Regions from separate parts of the Mus musculus genome. Here regions 1 and 2 are each linked to region 3. The links are chromatin contacts, called in public Hi-C maps. All regions are on one chromosome and are shown on one strand. Each heading gives the region's core, a stretch centred on a gene start, on an enhancer-like site or on the middle of the called end of the contact. The rest is flanking DNA. Distances are from core to core; before and after follow the strand shown. Region 1 overlaps Atg10 (autophagy related 10). Region 2 holds the start of Rps23 (ribosomal protein S23). Region 3 overlaps Atg10 (autophagy related 10).

Region 1 (4,012 bases), core at 776-3,275, 97 kb after region 3:
AGCTGCGCACAGCTGTCTGTATGTTCTGGCGCATAAGATAACCTCTTCTGACTTGTCCAGGCATCAGGTACAGATGTGGTACAAAGAAATACATGCAGACCATACACATAAAATAAAATTTAAAAGATAAATTAGTATTTATCCTGTCTTTGATCTTGCACATAACTTAAGAAGAATCACAAAGAATCACAAAGGGCGTCAGCCGCACCGATAGTTATTTACTTTAGAAACAAATCAGTCACCAAGTCTGGTGATGCAAACCTGGGCTCTCAGTACTTAGTTGCAGAGCAGATCTAGATGTTGAGGGGCAGCCTGGGCTACACAATGAGTTTCAGACCAGACAAGGCTACAAAATGAGACCCTATCTCCAAAACCCACAAATGAATACATGAACAAACAAACAAAGGGAAAATTTACAAATCCATGTATCTAGAAGCTTGTGGCTACAGTGCGTGATTTCTTCTACTTGCTTATATTTATAGACATTAAACAGAAACTTTTTGATGTCTCAATGCTGCTTCAATAATTACATCTCCAAATACTAAGCTATTCATGCCTCTTACTCATCATTTGCACTTATCGTCATATCTATACTTCAATCCAAAATTAGCAACTGCTTTACAGAGAAATTGCTAACATTTACTAAGAACAGTGGCTTGCCATTTGTTCCATCATGAAAAAAATAATATCCTAATATATGAGTCTACTTTGGACATACAAAATAGAACTCGTCCAAGAAGCCCTTCAGTAACCCCTGAGGGCAGTGGGCATATAGGAAGACAGGCTTCTCGGAGGGTCATCCTTCTCTGGGTGTGTTCCTGGCCACTGAGATCGCCTCTCCCAGTGAAATTCGGGTTGATGCTTCAGGGAGTTTACAATGGGTTGTTTTCGTTGAAGACTTCACCCTCTATGATATCCTACCTGCGGTTGTCTAAAGAAAGGCTCAGTTGGTGAACTACTAGGCCCTAGGACAAAAATCTGTTTCTTTTTTTTCTTTTTCCAGTAACATACTATTGCTACTTTTATGATTCTATCATTTTCATAGTTAAAAAAAATGTAATCTGAAGGTGCAACCTGAGGCTCTGAAGTATCAAGGATAGTAAACCAATAAATAATAATAATATGCTCGGTGCCCATCTCCAACCCTCTGCAAAAGAAATGGAATGTCAGTAATGGAGCTTCAGGAAAACTCCAGATACAATAATATAAAAGCCATTAACCATGTAATTCCCTTGCAAATGTTCGCTGGTAATTTGCTCCTCATTACTATCAACGGTGACACTCCATGTGCATCTCACTATTTCCTCTTACTGAGTGGGACAATACTAAGTATGACAGAGCCTCTGTCCCTGCTTCTTCAATTTTATATTTTTGACCTTTTTGAGCCAGCAAGTTAAGAGTTCCACAGAATGTTTTCAAATTTTTGTTACTTTTCAACCATACATACATATGATTTATAAAGATTATTAATTTTTCTTGGGTTACTTTATGACCTAAAAGTTAATAATGAACTAAGGTTAACAATTTCTTTCATCAAAAATAATTATTTAATTGAAATATAGCAAGGGCAGGGGCACATTAATAAGAAAGAAGGATGTTTCTTTACAGGATTCTACTACTTTGTAGGCTAATTCAAAAATGTAATTTTTATGAAGGAGTTTGAACACAGGTACTCTGCATGGATGAACAATTCTTCCCCCAGAAGACATGGATATTAAATGAAAATCTCAGTACCAGATGTGGGATGCCTTCCTGTGAGTCACTGGTCAGGCCTCAGAGGTCCCCCAAACAACACAGGTCATTGTCCTTCCTTCTGCAATGTGATTACATTACCATTACCATAACTACATAGTAAGGCCTTACTGCTGAAAATAACAACACATCTGGTTGTATTTCTGCATGACATACAGAAATAAAGCCAGAACAGATATGAAAACTTCCCTGCTGGCTAGTTCTCATAGAGCCAGAGGTGCTATGCAGGACACTGAAGAAAACAAGACACTGGTGGCCTTACACAGCACTGGATCCTGCTGCATGCTACAATACTGACCAGCAAGGCACACTGGACCCACTGGTGTAACAGTGGGATGGCTAGTCTGGGAGTGACCAATCACTTTCTGGTTGGATGTGAAGCCTACTCCACAAGAGGGAACATAATAGCTGGTACTTTAAACCTAGCCAGAATGCCATTGTTAAGGAGGCCCTCGCAGGGAACCTAGTGTTGTTTTGTCAAATAGATTTGTTGTAAAAATTGCCTTCTATATATTTATGCTCATACCATGGTGAATATTACTCTCAGCCCCGAGAAGCTTCTTTCTGCGGGGAACAGCAGTTAGTATGGAGGCTTGTAACTGGTCAAAGGGCTAAGAAACTGACTATTGGATGTTCAGCCCTAAATGGGGTATCTATATCAATACTTCACACCCCAGGACTCAGAACATCACGAATGAGGGAGCAGAAAATTTGCAGCAGGCAGAGGAAGGGAAGAGATGCTGTGAAAGGCCACTTTCTGCACACGGATGGCTGTTCCACTCATGGGCTCACTGCAGCTCTGGGTACCCACACATGACCTGCACAAGCAACGGACCAGTCAGCATTCCAGCATGTGAAATCAACTGGACTCCATGGGTAAAAGCAAAAAAGGTCATGAAGATACTAGAGGGATGGATGAAGGTTGTCAGGGAGGTGGAAGGGGACCTGGAGGTACATTTAGATCTACTATATACAGAAATGTATGACATGGTCAAATAATGTCGAAAAACAATCTAAGAATAAACGAGTAAAATGTTTAGGAAAGAAAACTGACATAAATGGAATATACAGTTTGTGCTCCTGCTTCTACCCCAAACTATCACCTCATCTATAGAAACGAGGCTTGATAAGGATTTTCAGTAAAGCCCATATTCAACAAAGCAGATAGCTGTTAGCCGTGTTTTCACTGCAGCCAAGTGATCACATCTCCTTTTACTATGAAAAGTCTTCAGTCCAATAGGAAAGTTCATAAACTGACAATGAGAAGTATAAGCCCAAACATGTACTTATGAAAACAAGTGTCACACAAAACATCGGATCCCAGAGGGCAGCTCTGATTGTCGTCCTTAGGATATCCCCTTTTCTGCATGGAGGATGATAAGTCAGTGTCGTGGCTTGTGCGGGGGCGGGGCTGGGAAAGACATGGTCTTACTTCTCACGATGTCAGAAATGTAGCAGGTGAGTCACAGCAGTGATTCTATGTCTCACCTCCACTGACCGACTTCCAAGAACTTCTGCTTCCCAGTACCAGCACAAAAGATACTGCAATGCAGTCAACCACAGAGATTTGGATCTTCATCTATCCCATTTTAATGATAATTTTAAATTACAGTTAGTCAAAAAGGTAGAGATCATGATGTTCCCTTTCCATCCCATTTCATGTCAAATTTTTAATGTTTATTTGTGCATGAGAGGGGGTGACAGGTCACAGAGCATAAACTAGAGAATATCTTATAGAACTCAGTTCTTTACTCCTACCAGGAGAGGGGACTCAAGTCGTTAATTCTGGCTGCAAGCACACTGACCTGCTCCAGAGTCAACTTGCCAGTTCCGCTTTGATATTTTAAAATCCACTGTAGATGATATCACAGGCATATAAATCTAAATCTAGCTATTTTTCTATAATCAAGACAGGTGGGCCATGATAGAACAGAAAAGTGAATTGATTTCCTATATGGCACAAAGCAGATCTTTTGAAAATTCAGCTATTAGCAGAGGTATCTTTTTGTACGTTTTAAAATATAAAACTTAATATAAGCCAAGAGTGGTGGCTCGCACCTATGCTCTCAGAACTTGGTAGGATAAAGGAAGAAAGAGGACATCCATGGATTTAAAGCCAGGCCTGGACACACAGTGAGATAATGCAGCTTGAACTACAAAGTCAGACTCTGTCTAGAAACAAAGTGGGATTTATTCATAAACTATTTATTAGCCATTAAGTTGTAAGAAGTCCCTGGTTTACTCTTCTACAGTATTCAAG
Region 2 (3,840 bases), core at 1,275-3,774, 120 kb before region 3:
CACCACTGCCCAGCTGGAACTTAGGTCTTCTTATCTACTTCACATCCCTGGGTGCAAAACTGAACGCATGCAGAACAGAGTATGTACTTTTCCCTTAAAAAATATGCTCTTCCAAACTGGGTGTGGCTGTGGTGGTTCCTACCTGTAATTACAGCACTCAGGAAACTGAGGCAGGACAATCAGTTCACGGCCAGCCTGTACTGCAGAAAGCCAGGCCTTGAAAATAGATAGATAGATAGATAGATAGATAGATAGATAGATAGATAGATAGAAGCAACAACAAAAAAAAACCTTTGCAGCACTTTACACTTAATAACACAATTGCTCAAGTCAAAAATCAAGGGGGAAGCAGTTAATTCATGATCACACAAAAGCCATTTTTCCTCATTTTTAAAGGAATACGAGACTATTTATTCTGGAGCCATTTTAAATGGCCATGGCCTGGGAACACAGATTTAGGAAATTCTATGTTCCACGGATGAAGCGATTCCATGAAGTTGTTATTGTTTTAACAAAAGACTCATATATCAAGGCAGGTTTAAAAGAGATTGGTGGGTACACCTGAGAGGTAGATCCATCAAGATGAGGAAGATTTTTAGAGGCCCAAGCCCCTGTATGGCGATATTCTTTGTTTTTGGATCAGTGGAAGCTAGTAGCCTGCTAAGTTAATAGACTCCAATAGGTTTTACATCACAATGTGAGTTCTAGGACAGAGTAGGCAAGGAAAGGCTGTTCAGAGGGCTAAACTGAGCGCAAGATAAGGTACTAACTAGCCTTTGGAGCTACAACATTCCAATCTCTCCAGCCTCTACAGACACATTCTTTTCAGGAGTTTTCCTTCCTACTCAAGATCCAGGCCTCAAAAATCCTGTTGATTCTACTGCAAAACTGTAAAACCAATCCAGGAAGGTCAGCACCTCCCCTGAGCGTCCAAGCCACACTCACCTCCTGCTTTTACAATCACACCTTCCTAAATGCTTCCCAGACTCATCTGTTTTTGTCTCTTTACAACTAATCTCAGATAAATGCAAAGTATTCTTAAAGAATCCCCCAGCTTAGTGAGAGCACTGACTGCTCTTCTGAAGGTCCCGAGTTCAAATCCCAGCAACCACATGGTGGCTCACAACCACCCGTAATGAGATCTGATGCCCTCTTCTGGAGTGTTAGAAGACAGCTACAGTGTACTTATGTATAATAATAAATAAATCTTTGGGCCTGAGAGAGCAGGGACTGAGCAAATGGAGTTGACCCAAGCAAGCAGGGCCGACCGGGGAGCAGAGGTCCTAAAATTCAATTCCCAACAACCACATGAAGGCTCACATCCATCTGTAGAGCTACAGTGTACTTACATACATAAAATAAACAGATCTAAAAAAAAAAAAAAAAAAAAAAAAAGAATCCCCAGCTTAAATCTAAAGATTTAATATCAGAGGAGAGTTTCAGAAGGCTTTACTGCGGTAAAGTTCTGTTTGTTTGGTTTGTTTGGTTGTTTGGTTGTTTTTGAGACAGGGTTTCTCTGTGTAGCCCTGGCTGTCCTGGAACTCACTCTGTAGACCAGGCTGGCTTCAAACTCAGGAATTCACCTGCCTCTGCCTCTCAAGTGCTGGGATTAAAGGCATGCACCACCATGCCCAGCTGTAAAGTTCTGTAATGCCCAGGCTTTCAGAACCACTGTTGCTTTTTTTTTTTAATCTCTCAGTTCAATTGACAAGAGAACCACCTTTCACTTCTGGAAGGCTGTATCCTATGCTAAATATAGGCTCCCAGCTCAAATGTAACCTACAGGGATACCTTCTTAAAGTCCACCCCTTCACTAAAAAGCTTCATTTTTCTATAACATTTGTCAGTGTGTAAAGATATTTTTTTATATTTATAGGCTCTGTCCCTTTACCTAGAATATAAACTTAACGAGAAAAATCTTCGTTCTCTTAACTGCCAAATATCCAGTGCAAAGACATTAAAATTTTCATTTTTATGTGACTCAACATCCCAGAAAAACTACAGGAAAGATTCGGGTTGTAAAGGTACTAGAATTAAGCAAGGACGCACAACCAACAAATGTCAGCTCACTGTTTAAAGCTCAAGTCTGGCTAGAAACAACAACAACAAAAATAATCGATTTTTCATCACTGAATCATTGCCTCACTAAAATTTACAATTTACTGACGCTGGGAACCTCCTACTCCGTCCAGCCCCACCCCGCTCCGCCCTTTCCGAATTAGCACCGCCCAGCCCTGGGCCTGAGGTGTGGGGGGGTGGGGGGGTGGGTTGAGGGAGTTGCAGAGGACGCCTGCGCAGTGAGCAGTTAGCGCAAAGATTTCTGGGATTGGTAGTCCGTATTCCTCTAGCCTTGTCATTTGCCTGAAAAGGAAATAACAGCGTAAATGAAATTGCTTTGGATTTGATACATATTAAACAAAACTCTGTGTCTCACAAAAGTGGAGGCACTGAATCGTTTCCTCCACCCACACACTCCCCGGTACAGGCGCCGCTTGGACAGCCGCACGGGGCCTTCGGCTGGGCGGGGCTTCCCGCAATGCCTTGTGGGTCCTTCCTGCACCTCCTCTCTCTTTCTCTTGGGCCCGTGGCGCCGGCAAGATGGGTGAGCTGTGCGGGGCTGGGCTGAGGGGCCGCCGCAGGGCTCTAGAGCTCGGGATACGGCCTATCGTGGGGAGATAGAGCGGAGAGTAGGGCTGTAACCGGGCGGAGGTCGGGAGAAGGGGCGCCGTCCCGCGGGCACGTGGCCATACGGAAGAGTTCCTGCGGCCTTCGGGCGGCCTTGCCGGGACCCATTACCCTGGAAATTTAAGTAAGCGTAAAGGCCCCAGCCTGGGTTTGTGTGCAGCTCCGAGTTAGGGGATTTCGAGGGTAATTGGCCCACGTGCTAAGAGGAGCCACAGGTCTCTGGCGCAAACGTCCCTTCTGCTGAAGCTCGTGTGCGGAAGCGCGGGCTCGGTTTGCGGAGCATTCAGTGATGTGTGTTTTTTAGGCAAGTGTCGTGGTCTCCGAACTGCCCGGAAGCTCCGCAGTCACCGACGGGACCAGAAGTGGCATGACAAACAGTACAAGAAAGCCCACTTGGGCACAGCCCTGAAGGCCAATCCGTTTGGGGGTGCCTCTCATGCAAAGGGAATTGTGCTGGAAAAAGTGTAAGTCAAAAGCTGCGCGCTAGAAGCGATGGTTTACCGTAGTTGAGAACGAAGTAGTTCTTCAAAAGTCGCAAAAGATCCTGAGCCTGCGTTGGTTGGGGTTTTTATAAGGAAAAAATGGGAAATGTGCTTGTTTATGTTCGGCCAGGGATGAGATTACTAAAGTTTTTAATTTCGGCTGTAGTCTGGAAGGAATGGAAGAAGTAAAAGTAATATAGTACATACTAAAGCATACATTGAACAGTTGGGGGGGGGGCTATACCTTAAGCAGCTGGTACATTCTTAGTATCTTTTTGGAGTTGAGAAAATTCCTTTTCTGGCATGTTTCTGGTGCATTGGCTTTTTAGAGTGATGATTTTTTTTTTTTGTGTGTGGCGTTCACAAATTTCGCAACAAGAGTTTGAATCCTCATTTTTACCACTCCAGTGGCGCTAAAGTTCGATTTTGCCTGTAAAAACTTCATTAAAATAGTGGCATCTGCAGGATTTGAGACTGGATTGACTAGGAGCTGCTTCTACTTTTATTCTTAATCGAATTTTAAAAACCTTACTGACTTCACATGTGCCATTGATATTGCAGAGGGGTTGAGGCCAAACAGCCAAATTCTGCCATCAGGAAGTGCGTCAGGGTGCAGCTCATTAAGAACGGGAAGAAGATCACAGCGTTCGTGCCCAATGATGGCTGCCTGAAC
Region 3 (3,929 bases), core at 1,235-3,734:
AAGGCCATTTGGCATAAACAGACTCTTTAAACTGCATTATCAACATTTACCATTTGCTCCCAGCCAAGTCCATCAAGGAACAACAGGACATAAATGTCCATGGAACAATAAAAATGATGAGAATGGAAGTCTTTGTTGTGGTACAAACAACTGATGCAGAGGGCTTTAAAAGCAGTGGGCGGGCTAAGTGAGAGACACACAAGGGGCACATACAACACCTTTCATCAAACTCCAGCACCACAAAAGTACAAGGTAGAAAAAGAGATGCACCAATATATACAGGATAACACTGATGCTCTGTGGGGAGTCAATCCACAAGACAGAACTCAAAACCAGACTCATTATGGTTTATTTTTATTTTTGCAGCCTCTCAAAGAAAAGGGCAGAGACCTCTCACTCAAAAACTTGATGATAAATAGTACTACCTCTGCCCTGCCCAAACCAACAAGGACAAAAGCAGTTAAGAGAAACAGAGCCCCGAGAAGAACTCACTTCTCTTCAGTCCGTGCGATCATTTTGGGAACCAAGTTCCTGGTTAGGCATGGTCGCGCCCACAACCATAAGCAAGTTTTTGGGAGGCTTGCAGAAGGAGAAATGTGAGTGAGGGAAGCTTAGACAAAAGAGTGAGACCTTGTTTCAGCAGTAGTAGTAGCAGTAGTAGGGAAAGTAAAAGAGGAAGCACCATGTTCTTAGGAGTCTTACTGATATGAGAGGCATCCGGAAGTAAAGGCTACATGAACTTGGCCATCTGCCTTCAAGAATCACATAAAGAAACCTATTTAGAGATAGGATAGCTGCTCAGCTAGGCTGGATTCATGCTTTGGGTCTTCAGGATGCTCCATTCTCCTTAGTTTACTATATCTATGGTCTCTGAGAAGCAACGGATTCAATAGTAAAGATATGTAAATAGTTTGGCCTTAGGTCTCCTGGAGAGAGCACCACCACTTCTTCCTTATACCTTGTCACAACAGTGAGAACAGTATTACATCCACAATATTTTAGTCTTTTGGCTATACTTAGAAATGCTTAGAGAGTCTTCACTATTGACTTATCCAGAAAGCATCTGCTGATGCTTGCCTACGGATGACGATGTGAATAACAAAATTAGCAAGGTGAGCATGGCGTGTGTGTAAAATGCCACGTAACTATCAAGCACAGATCCATAATCAATGCTTCTCACTTTGTAGGTAATCAACACTGATATCCTTCACTACTTTTTATATGTTTGCGTACCATCTGGTAGGAGGGCAAATAAACAGACACATTATTATACTGCAGTGTGTGAGGTGATGACATGGTCTGATGAGAGATATGAGACAGGACGTGGGAGGAGCAAGGGTAGTCAGCATGTTAGCTGAGTCTCAGGCAGACACTGAATCATATACAGGAGCCACAGGAACTCAAAGCACAGTGGATTTGCATGTCAAGAAACAAAACAGATTCAGAAGAAATCTCAACCAGTTGATAAAGGGGGCAATGTCAGTTTCAATGGGAACTACCAAACCCTTGCTTTACTTTTCCTGTGTGTGTATGTGTGTATGTGTGTGTGTGAGTGTATAGAAAAAAAATCAAAGTTAAGCAGAGAAATTGATTTTTACTAACAGATGCAAAAGAAACTCTAACTCCTGTCACAAACAAATAAACTATTTTTTGCAACATCAAACAAAAGAAAAAATGGGGAGGAATGAGGAAAAAAGGAAAGAGAAAGAAAGACAGACAGACAAGACCCTTGGGCAAGAATTTTTACAATCATCCTGTTTCTAGGTCAGATTCTCTTGGTAGGAAACAAACAACAACAACAACAACAACAACAACAACAAAACCACCACCAATAACAAAAGCCCAGGCCTGGAATAAGAAGACGACGCTAGGAATGCATTCTCTACACCATCAGACTTTTAACACATGAACAGCCAGGCTAAGCAGACGTTGAAAGGAGGACTGGACTAGGGAGAATACGTTAAAAAATGACTCATAAATGAAGAATGGTGCATTCTTAGAAGGCCCCTGAGTTTACGTTAGGTAAAAGCAAAATTTAAAAGTACACAGAATGATCAAGCAATGAACCATTTTCCAGTTTTCTCCACAAGAAAACATCTCAATATGCTTTATAAAATATAATCCCATATTTTAATGTGCATAAGCAAATGAATTCTGGAATTAAAAAGAACTAAAAATCAATTCCATACAAGACAGAATGAGAGGTTGGGAATATATTTTTACAAAAAACAAATGACCTCTTTGGTTTTCTTTATCAGGTACACAGGAAGGGTGCCTTGAAATTCTAAAAATAGAACCAGGAGTGCTACTTGTGTATGTGTGTTTTAAGAACTAAAATCACCATGTAGAAAGGCATGCAGGAAGCACACTAATGTCATTAAAATATAATTGGACTTGCAGGAACAATCACTGTGCTGTGCTGTAAGGGGAGCTGTTGGCACGTGCAGAGCACAGAGCCAGCGTGAGCTCATCAGCCGGTCTCGGCAAGACCCACTTCCAGCTAGAAGCAGCCATGTTGCAATCCCTCGCATCCCTGATGCTGACAAGCTAAAGGACTTGTTTTGTCTCTGGAAATTCGTCTCTGGTGATTAAGTGCTTACAGTGAATACCGATCACATGAAAGAACAGTTCTGAAGAATCCGAATGAGTGCCCTGTGTCCTCTACCTGCAGCCCTGGCTTGTCTTTGAATCTAGATAGCGCTAGGCAGGGCGACTGCAAACTAGAATCAAGGAAGCATTCCCCACCTCCTCTACCCCACGTAACAAATATATTCCCCAACTTTTAGTAGAGGGCACAGTGTAGAGACAAGAAATCCTCTTTAACCTCTGGACTCTAAATCAAATATTATTACAATAAAGCAAATGTTTTAAAGGTTAGGAGTAATCATATGGATGAATCTGCAGCAAGAGTTTGAGAGTTAGTAACTATCTGTGTCCTCAAGTCCCAGGTTAAAAATTTACCCAAAATTGTCAGTTCTTAGGAACTGCACCTCAGATTAAAATCTTCTCACCAGGGATTCTCTAAGAATTTGCTCTTGTTTTAAATCGTAAGTGCTTGTAAAACTGCCAGCCCTGCAAAACTGGAGACCATTAAACAATATAAAGCAGTGAGTGATTAAACCCACCAAATACACACTCAAAGCAGCTTATGCTACTTTTTAATTAAAAATAAGAGATCATTGGCTAAATTCACATGTCTTAGCTATCCAGAAATTAGTAGTCTGCAAATGCAAACTGTTACCGAGAAAGGCATGCACAAAACCACACACAAGGTAAGAGGTGGACTGGATGGAGCTCTGAGTCCAAGGCCTGAAGTTGACCTAATTTACCCAGGGCATACCCAGACATCTCCAAGCTGCAGTGTGAGGACTCCATGTGGCATCATTAGCAGAGGCCTCCAAGGAGACAAGGTGTCCACCTTCTTGTCAGGCAATGCGTTAGATCACAGCATATCGAGGCACTGAGGCATGAGGTGTGTAGATGACTAGTGGAGGTGTTACTGCTATTCTTAAATACCCCTTAACCTAACCAATAAGCATTTCTTGAAATAACCATAAGCTCTTGGTGAAAGAAGCCCAGGAACTTAGGAGTTAATGGCATCACTTGAGACAGAAAGAAATTTTTTACTGCAAAGTTAGAAGTAAATAAACATTGCAGCTTTAAGTTGTTCCTACTTGTTTAAAGTCAAGAAAGGCCAGGGGGCTTAGTCAACTTCAGGCAAGGGGCCAAAACTGTGAAGATGAGATTTAAGGCTGGGATGATATCATTCACTATGAAGTCTGCTCTTTCTGAAGCATGAGAAGTTTTACTGGTGAAACCTTACCTCAACTACAGCTTTTTATTTTTAACCTCTGTTTTCTTCCCCTCTCAGGAATGATTTTCCAAATATGCTCCCTGTCTTATATGGAAAGTTTATAAATTTGCTTTCT

Evidence for each region. A called contact is a pair of places that touch in the nucleus more often than the background predicts.
Region 1: a Hi-C map of the N1E-115 cell line shows a contact between it and region 3, with 2.5 times the contacts expected there. The contact joins two enhancer-like sites. A contact is called at or near these places in 1 of 484 Hi-C or Micro-C datasets (the N1E-115 cell line) and 1 of 9 other capture datasets (pancreatic islet).
Region 2: a Hi-C map of cortical neurons shows a contact between it and region 3, with 1.9 times the contacts expected there. The contact joins the promoter of Rps23 here to the enhancer-like site in region 3. A contact is called at or near these places in 1 of 39 promoter capture datasets (hippocampal neurons), 3 of 484 Hi-C or Micro-C datasets (the N1E-115 cell line, cortical neurons and nephron progenitors) and 2 of 9 other capture datasets (adipose tissue and liver).

Annotation. Positions count from the first base shown.
Region 1 is chr13:91,134,731-91,138,742 of GRCm38.p6, forward strand. All of the region lies in intron 3 of Atg10 (autophagy related 10), which reads right to left. Among named protein-coding and RNA genes, the nearest start is that of Atg10, 87 kb to the right of the region's middle. Within about 2 kb of position 2,026, at least 4 of the 459 cell types and tissues checked have an H3K27ac peak or open chromatin away from gene starts, as enhancers often do. A contact at or near this core is called in the N1E-115 cell line, where this site is marked.
Region 2 is chr13:90,920,598-90,924,437 of GRCm38.p6, forward strand. It overlaps Rps23 (ribosomal protein S23), which reads left to right and starts at 2,525. Exons shown (of 4, transcript NM_024175.3): 1 at 2,525-2,602; 2 at 2,990-3,149; 3 at 3,729-3,840. The coding sequence starts at 2,599.
Region 3 is chr13:91,036,902-91,040,830 of GRCm38.p6, forward strand. All of the region lies in intron 4 of Atg10 (autophagy related 10), which reads right to left. Among named protein-coding and RNA genes, the nearest start is that of Gm46434, 110 kb to the left of the region's middle. Within about 2 kb of position 2,485, at least 128 of the 459 cell types and tissues checked have an H3K27ac peak or open chromatin away from gene starts, as enhancers often do. A contact at or near this core is called in the N1E-115 cell line, cortical neurons, hippocampal neurons and 1 more, where this site is marked.